2 separate regions of the Gasterosteus aculeatus genome follow, and region 1 is linked to region 2. A link is a contact called in public Hi-C data. All regions are on one chromosome and are shown on one strand. Each heading gives the region's core, a stretch centred on a gene start, on an enhancer-like site or on the middle of the called end of the contact. The rest is flanking DNA. Distances are from core to core; before and after follow the strand shown. Region 1 overlaps neo1a (neogenin 1a). Region 2 overlaps neo1a (neogenin 1a).

Region 1 (4,409 bases), core at 269-2,768, 34 kb after region 2:
TGTGCGGTAGACCTTTGTTTGTCTTCTCTGTGAAGTGGAGCACAGCCTGAGGTTGTCGAGTAGCAGTCAGGCCCTTCAGTGCTTCCTAACTAAGTGGGTGACAGTTAATTCTTGGATAGCTGTCTTCCCCCTCGGGGATTTAAACTAATTATTGCAGCCTTTCTTCAGTTTAATTTTTACGGAATCCTTTTGCAGAACTCGTATGGAGCCTCAACTTTAAATCAGCAGGCAGTTCCATGTGGATTGGACTCTTACCAATCTGCTTGGGGATTACTGAAATTAGTCAACTAATCTACGACGGGTGGAAGCCCCATTTGTTTGGTCCTTTTTAATAATTCTTTATGCAAACTAACTTATTTCCCAAAAAAAAAACTATGAACACATCTGTAATGTAGTGGCGCTTTTGGGTGATTCTTTGTGGGGAAACTCTGCTTCACAGATCAATAAGTTCACAATTTTACCAAAAAGGTCAAAGGTTTCCTTATTCAAAGGAAGGGAGGAGTTGTCTGAAATTCATAAATCTTCCCCTTGTGTCGGTTTTATCCAATGACGATGGGTGAGCCTGCTCGTGGTTAAGTGGCAATCCCTTTGCTGTGTGTGTGTGTGTGTGTGTGTGTGTGTGTGTGTGTGTGTGAGAGAGACACCACAGCCTTGTGCTTTTCTGTCTTTTGTATCGGTCATTTACGCTGCAGTCAGAGAGCTTTAGGATGACGATTTGTTTCCCTCCGTTTTTAGTAAATTGGCTTTGAAATGAAGGCGTTGAGGTCGAAGTGTTGACTTCCAGCCTAGAGGCTGTTGGAGGTTGTTGACATCCAGCTTGGTGGAGGCGGGGATTTCAGTCCCCATTTAAACATTACGCGGACGACGCGGCAGACTCATCAGTCACCGGACCGCAATCCATCGCAGTCTTATTTGCTGTTGACCAGACTGAAGGCAAAAAGAACAGCAAAGTGAGCCGGGAGTGAAGACATCGAGTATCTGCTAATCTCAGAGCTCCAGCTTCAGACCCAGAAATCGACTTCAGCCGCCGCACCCTGCGTGTGATGAATTGATTTTTCCTTCTTTTTTTTTTAAAAATTGGTGTCAAATAATCCGAAATGAACGATTGCAATCAGCACTTTAACCTCATAAATCATTGTTTCATTTCAAATCCAAGAGCAAACACAACTTTCCAATACAAAGGCTGAGTGTATTTGGTGCGCACGCACACACACACACACACACGATAGCACTGCGGCTTTCGTTTGAAGCTACAAAGTGTGTGCAGATGCATGTTGATCCCAGTGGGAGACGAGCAGACCGAATAACAGAAAATCCCTGCAGCCACAAAAGTCAATGAACTGGGGAATTTGATATGTAAACAAATATTAAAGCCAGCTTCGCGGTCGTCCCGCACGCCAAGACGGACAGATGCGCATGCCAGCAGCTGCTTTGTATTTCACAACAATTCCCTCCAGCAATAACACACCGTTTGCACACTGCGCCGCGTCGTCCCTTTGCCCTCCAGTCGGCTCACGTGACCCGCCCACGGACACGCGGACACGCGGACTGACGCTGTGGTTTTGTGGAGAGCAGCTCTCGCTCGGTTCGTTCCACCGAAGAAGACTGAAAAAAGAAGCAGCAACCGCCGAGTGAAGTCACAGACATTTCTGTGGTTGAGCCGAAGGAATGTGACGGCCGAAAGTAACAAAAAAGGAAAACGGAAAGCATCTCCTGCTTCTGTGTGTTTTTTACTTTAGTTTTAAACGTAGGAATGTTTTTGTCTTTGGCGAATGAAAAGCAATTGAATTCCGCAAACACGGTTTCTGGTGTGCACAAAGTCTCCCTCCGTCTTGTTTTAGAGTAAAAGCGTCAATCATTTGTAATTAAAAATGATTGCTGGGAGGGCCGTCTGTGAAATGAAATCTGTTCCGCCACCGTCTACATCAGAGCGCTGTGTGTAGATCTGCATGTGTAGTCCCCTCGTATTGTGCTTCTAATCGTGTAGTACAAGTGTTATATTTCTGTGGTTCCTCGTCACGTTAAAAGGCTTTTTTCGTTACGTTGTTGTTATTTTGTTTTTTCTTCTTTTTTTTGTTTCCTTCCTTTCTTCCGTTTCACTGTCATTTCCATTTCACCTCCTCCATCCCCCCCCCCCCCTGTGGATGTCCTATGCTGCCACTGTCTCCTGCACCCCCCCCCTCCCTCTCGCTGCACCCACCTCGCCATCCCTCTCTCTCCCTCCCCCCCCCCCCCCCTTCCGACCCAAAGATGTAGCCCTGCCCTCTTTTCCTCCCCCCTCACTGACTCCTAACACTGCTGACCATGTAACGCCAGGCTCCAGAGGGGCAGCCCGTCCGGCGGGGCCCGCCCCCTCGCCCCCCCGCGACGTCGTGGCCTCCCTGGTTTCCACCCGTTTCATCAAGCTGACGTGGCGCCCGCCAGCCGAGCCCCACGGAGACGAGTTGACCTTCTCTGTTTTCTACAGCCAGGAGGGAACCAGCAGGTACTCCTCGCACTGGACGGTAGTACTGCCGTACACACACACCCACACACACGATACTACTACACAAGAGTACTCGTATGCGGGTCTCTGACGACGCTGCAAATATCTTATTAAAGCAGTTAAAGTGGTAAATAATTAAAAGCAAACTTCCTTCCTCCAAGGATTACCTCTGCAAGTATCAACAAAATATTTCATTCCAAACTCTTTTTACTTTTTTTTTTCTTTTTTTTTTTTAAAGTGGCTCTTGAGAGGATTTACTGAGTGTCTGAGAATTAGATTTAGGAAGCCGGGAGGTTTTTCTACAATATCTCCTCAGTGTTTGGGGGCATTTTTTTGTCTCTTATTTTCACAAGTGGCCGAATACATGAAAAGGCTTTTACTTGCCAGTGCGAGAGCTCAGGATGCAAATGAGTGCATAACTATCTGTGCAAATGCACAGAGCGCACACGCAACATCTACACAAAACCAGCAGGGCTGCACATGCGCTTCCTCTCCTTTTCTGCTGTAGGATGTAATGTTCGCTCAGCGGCTGAGGGCTATTTTTCCAGCATTCCATGCGAATGTGTGAATCTTTAATCGGATCAATGCGAATGCTGATTGATTGTCTTTGCGTTTTGGACAAAACCAGCCAGACGTTAAACCCGACACCTGGGGAAGATTCCTTGGATCTTAAAACAATTCTTCTTTTTTTTGGGTGGGGGGGGGGGATGGAAAGGAGGCAAATATGCACACTTGTTCTATTATCAAATGAACAAGTACAGTACAATACACATTATATAACTAAGTTATGTACCCTACTGTAAATGGAAGACTGACGTTATTAACAGGCCTGTTTCTGTGCGTGTGTGTGTCTGTGTGCGCGCGCACGTCAGGGAGCGAGTAGTGAACACCAGCCGTCCAGGAGAGATGCAGGTCACCATCCAGAACCTCATGCCAGACACCAAATATCGCTTCAGGGTCGTGGCCCACAACGGCAACGGCCAGGGGGAGAGCTCCGCAGCGCTCAAAGTGGCCACCCAGGCTGAAGGTAAGGACACACACACACACACACACACACACACACACACACACACACAGGTTCTTTTATATGTGCTCAGGAAACAGGACACGTAAACATGAAGCCGGGTTGCAGCCAGGTTGTTGGAAACGCGCTCACGCTGGCACGCCGGTGCAAACAGGATGCACTCGGAAAAACCAGCGCGAAAAATAAACGTTCACACAAACAAATATTCCCTCGCAAACAGCGTGCGCTCACTTCAAACAGAGGCAGCACACACACACACACACACACACACGGAGGAGGAGGACGCCGTTTCGCCGTGGCAGACCACCCAGCTCAGTGTTTTCTTCCTATAAGCCCCTTCTTGTTTATGCCCCAACATTTACTGTGTAATCCCTGTGTGTGTCTGTTTGTGTGTCTTTGAGCTTTTCCTACCTGAGTAAGGAATGAAGTGTAGTATCTCCCCCCTCACCCGCCCCCCTCCCCCTCCCTCCCCATCCCGTCTCCACAAAGACGCTTTGCAGAAGCTCACTAGGAGGCTTTGAGGTGAGGAGAGAGTCGCTGAGGGGACGAAGGGGTTTCTCCTCTTCTTCCTTTCTCTTTGTGTTCGGCCGCCTCGACACACATTTGAGAAGTGCTGCGACGGGGATTTCCCCGCACGCCGTCAAGGGGGGCGCGGGCGGGGGGGGGGTCGCCTCACCTCGGCCACAGCTCTGTCTCTGTCACTTTGTAGGTCAGCCGCCGTCTCGCTGCCTGCGCCCTTGGTTGGAGGACGGACGGACCGGCTCTCACTCACACACACACACACACACACACACACACACACACAGACGGCACGTTGATGCTCTGCCAGCAGGCGCCCAGACGCCCGCGGGGGGGAAAGCGGCGAGGACGCAGTAAATCTCTGTCGTGGACGCTCCGTTA
Region 2 (4,404 bases), core at 324-2,823:
GGCGTCCATCTTTTATCATGGTCGCCCCGTTGGGCCAGAGGAGGAGGGGGGGGTGGGGCCTTCGTTCCAGAGGAGCGTGGCGTCGCTCCGGGCCTCAAGGAAACAAGCGCTTGACAGAGGATGCGAGGGCGGTGCAACCACATCGGCTCCCGACGGACACGTCCCTCCTCCAACAGCACGCGGCTCCTCGTCTGTGGAGCTCCTCTCTGCATCTTCCTCCTCCTCCTCCTCCTCGCCGATAATGGGGCGAGGGGAAGAAGGGGGGTGCGAGACAGAGGGCAAAGGGATGCACCCTCGTTGCGCCGACACATTCATCTGCGCGCGGGTAATGGGAGCCGCCGCGGTCTCCCGTGGCAACGACCTCTGCGGAAGGTTAGCCTCAGAATGGGCCAAGAATGAGCTAAATTCCCAGTGATAAAATAAGACACCGTAACATGATTAAGGGCCCTAATACAATCAGTACTGTTTGAGGTACAACTCAATTACCCGTAATGAAAAAGGGCTCGTTTCTCCCAGATTCTGCAGGGAGTCGACTTGGCTGTGAACAGGTGAACTGCACATGGGAAGCAGGGGAAGCGACAAAGCTCGGCTGAGTCTGTGATGAACACGCGTTCCTGTAAAGAGTTCACCCTTCATTGTTTTGTCATTGAAAAGCTTTTATTTTGAAGCAGCGAGGTCTCTGCTGGGCTCCGGCGTGGTTTCCCCCTCCCTCTTCCCGCCTCGCCAAGTCTCCCCCCACATACCGATCAATCCTCGCCGAGGTCCAGACTGGAAGCGCCCCCCCCCCCCGGCATGTGGGCCGCGTCGCCGGGCTCCCGAGGCGAGCGCGGTGCCGTTTCACGGACGGGACGCTTGGCGCGTCCTGGCGTGATCGGATGGTGAACGTCGCGGTGAAAAAACGAAAACCCAACAGAACGACCTCGTTCCGTCTGCTCAAACGATGATTTGCTGCTTTTCTTTGTCTGGCGCGATGAAAGGTGATTATCTTTTTCTTTTTTTCCAACTGAAGGACGGCACCTTGAGCTCTGGGGAAGTGTGAGAGAGTAGTTTGGCATTTATCCTAATTTGACCAAATAAATGAATCGACCGAGGAAGAGAATATTCTGCCGTTTAGCTGATGAAGAAATGAATCATTAGTTGCATCCTTGTACCTCCGTTTCAAAAAGCAGGAGAAAAAGAAGCTCTCAAAAGCTGACAAATGACCCCCGCTGTGCCGCTGCGGTTTCTGGCCGGATGGCCCTTAACAACTATTGACAGTTTTTTTTTGTCTGTGCGAAGAAGCGAGAACATCGAATCATCCAATTTGTACTTCAGGTTCCCTGCTTTTACATGTTGTAGCAGCCACACATGAATATATATATGTATAAAATTCATTGTATTTTGATCAAAGCGCCTTCATAAATAATAATCAGACAATATTGTGCATGACGTTTTTTTCTGTCTCATTAGAGCCAAAATGGCACCTTTTCAAATCGTTTAGCATAAAAGCTTTACGCTTTAATTTCAACATTTTTGATGTCAAAGATGTCAAAAAAGACCCAATCCAGATTATAATCATTCCCACCTTTTTACCATTGTCGACATATTTGTGTGTGTGTGTGTGTGTGTGTATACGTACACTGTGTCTAATGGAATAGAAATATACGTTTGTCTGGATTGCCTTCTCCTTGATGTTTCCATGGCAACAACTGACCCGGCCCATGTCATGCGTCCTCCATCCTCCGGCATCCGCCAGCCTCCCGTCTCAGTGTCTCCTCCGTCCGTACGCCTCAGCGGCTGTCAGCGCGCCAACCGTGCCTCGTCCCCGCGCGTCACGTCCCATCAAGACACAATTGATTGCGTGTTATTTCAGTTTGGGAGCACGCACAAAAGGAAAAGCGGCAATCAAAACCACGCAACTTGTCACGCTCGTCCCACGCACAATGGAGAGGCGGTCCGACCGACGTATATGGCCCCCACGCCCCCCCTGCTCACGCGCTTCGTCGTGAGAAAAAAAACAAAACAATAAAACGAAGCGAGGAATGAGAGCGTCCAAAGCCTTTTGGGAGCACGGTGCAACATCTGGTCTGCACCCCGAGTGGTTCAGCAGCTAAAGACATCCCTCCCCCGGCTGACAGCTATCAGAGAGTTAGCTTTACGCACCTAACGGTGCCTGCCGCCGCCCCCCCCCTCGCATACAGTTCTCCCCCTCCACGAGTTCCTCCCTGCATCCTCTGTGTTCACACCGCTGTGTGGAGGTTGTCGTGTTGTGAAATGTACCATTTGCCTGTTGTGTCGTTCTGCGACACCAGACCGAGGCTGGTAACAAGGTAACAGGACGCGCTCTTCCTGTCATCTCCGGCGCCCCCCCCCCCCCTCCAGGGAGACGGAACGCCACCCATCCGTCTCCTGTCCGTTTGTTTCGTGCTCTTTCCCATCGCCGTGGCGCCGAGATGAGTTTCATGGTCCAGCTTCGGTTCGGCCTTCTCTTTCCTCCTGGTGGAGTGAACCTATTTTTAGATGCGCACCCACAGTATTTCTCATGAATTGCCGGCGTTGCGTCTATCGTATCTACTTTCCACTTTGAGGTTTTCTTTGAGGAATACTTCAATCGGCCCCATCTTTTAACTGCATCCCATATTTGTATTTAAATAAAAAGTCCCTGGCGGCGCGGGATTTAAAGAATTCATGCTGCGCTTTCCGTTTACCATGCAGAGCTACTTCAGAACAGGACTAAAGCAGCGCCCATCAAAGCGTAATTCCCTGCTACGATCGAGGCTGCACTAGAGAGATAGAATAATCTCTCTCTTTTTCATTGTACAATTACCCTGAAGTGCTTTTTATTAAGCGCCATATCGGGGGGGCTGAACAGCGTTTACTTGTTGTTGTTGTTGTTGTTATTTGGAGGGAGTTTATTCAAGTGGGTTTTGCAATACAATGCAATTAAAGTTTAAAGAGGAAATGCGAGCGCCCGTCCCTCACTGACGTGTTGTTTCCAACAAAAGCATCACCGTCTGAACAACCGCACGTGACCAAGGCTTTAGCAACGGCAGAACCCCGTGGACACTTTGGTCCAGCGGAGCTTTCTCAGAAGCTCGGAAGGAATCGCCCCGACGACTCTTTAATCCAGTCTCCAGAAGTAAAACGTAAACCCTGAAATTGGATGCGTAACACTCAAATAAGTGAAATATCTCTTTTTTTTTTTTTTTTTAAGCTCCGATGTAGCGTTGGAACATTTCTGGGGGAAAACATCCAGTGAAATCCTCCTGCCTTTAAATCTATTTGTACACATCAGTATTTCTCACACTTTGGTGCAGAAATACTGATATCAGTGGTGTTCTTTTTTTTCATTGTACATTTGAAATCCCCTCCAAATACGAGTCCGTCTGAGGCATCAATACTTTTACTGTACCGCTATAACCAAAGGTACGCGGGTACGCGGGCTGAATGACATGATTTCCTGTAATGGAACAAGTATTTTCCCCCAAAGCTCTGAAACCTTCAATTAGGGAATTAATAACCGCTTACTGCCGCTGCCCTTAAAGCCAGCAGGAGCGAGCGAGCCGGAGAACGGAACGAAGCGCGTTCCGTACATGTTGTGCGCGGGCGGCTTTTCGCATCAGGCAAAGGCATTCAGCTTTGGCTAAGCGCGCACTTCTCAAAGCCAAGACATCTAGTAGACATTATTGTCTCGTCGTCCCCTTCCCCTCCCACCAGCATCCTCCCGTCCCAATCTCAGTCTCGCATTCTCTTTGCCGTTGATTGGGTGTCTTCACACTCGCTTGTAATGTACTCTGGGATCCAACGCCTCAGCGGCTGACATTGTTGTTTTTTTTGGCTCAGCCGACCTTAATTTGGCTCTATTGGAATTCATGAAAGCACCAACGACGATTATTTGTGTGCAAAACTGTAATGGATGTGTTGGTGAGGGACGGCGATGTGGAAACTCTACTCCCTTTAGACGGTCAATGCATTCCAGGAATTATTCCCACCTGAAGGGCTTTAATCTACTTTCCTAGTGTGCCCACTTTCCTTCAACCTCACTCGTGTCCTTCAATTCCAGCTTATTGATTTCCCACACACCCCCGGAATGACTTTGAGCAACCGCCGGGAGAGCGGCCGTGAGTTGGGAGAGAGGGAAAGCGCGAGTGAAGCCGGGGGAAGTGATCGCAACGAGAGCCCCACGCTGTGTCCGCGTTCCGTTCCGCTCTGCCTGACTCTTGTCGGTGGGGGAAATCGGGATCTCGGCGCTCCTCTGTGATGCGTTTCTTCCTCCTGATTGCTCGCGATGGCCAAATGTCAAATCCGGCTCGTTGGCTGCGCGCGGGGAGAGATATTCTGCTGAGGGATCTCTTAATCTTCCGGTACCGAGCTTCATTCTAAGACGGAAAACAAATCTCCGGAAGCTCTTCCTCGCTTTTTTGG

Evidence for each region. A called contact is a pair of places that touch in the nucleus more often than the background predicts.
Region 1: a Hi-C map of skeletal muscle shows a contact between it and region 2, with 3 times the contacts expected there. The contact joins two enhancer-like sites. A contact is called at or near these places in 2 of 6 Hi-C or Micro-C datasets (both in skeletal muscle).

Annotation. Positions count from the first base shown.
Region 1 is chr12:21,168,568-21,172,976 of fGasAcu3.hap1.1, forward strand. neo1a (neogenin 1a) reads left to right here. Exons shown (of 29, transcript XM_078085704.1): 9 at 2,251-2,485; 10 at 3,358-3,512. Among protein-coding and RNA genes, the nearest start is that of snx1b, 23 kb to the right of the region's middle. Within about 2 kb of position 1,519, at least 3 of the 9 cell types and tissues checked have open chromatin away from gene starts, as enhancers often do.
Region 2 is chr12:21,134,563-21,138,966 of fGasAcu3.hap1.1, forward strand. The region is part of intron 3 of neo1a (neogenin 1a); the gene reads left to right. Among protein-coding and RNA genes, the nearest start is that of neo1a, 54 kb to the left of the region's middle. Within about 2 kb of position 1,574, at least 1 of the 9 cell types and tissues checked has open chromatin away from gene starts, as enhancers often do.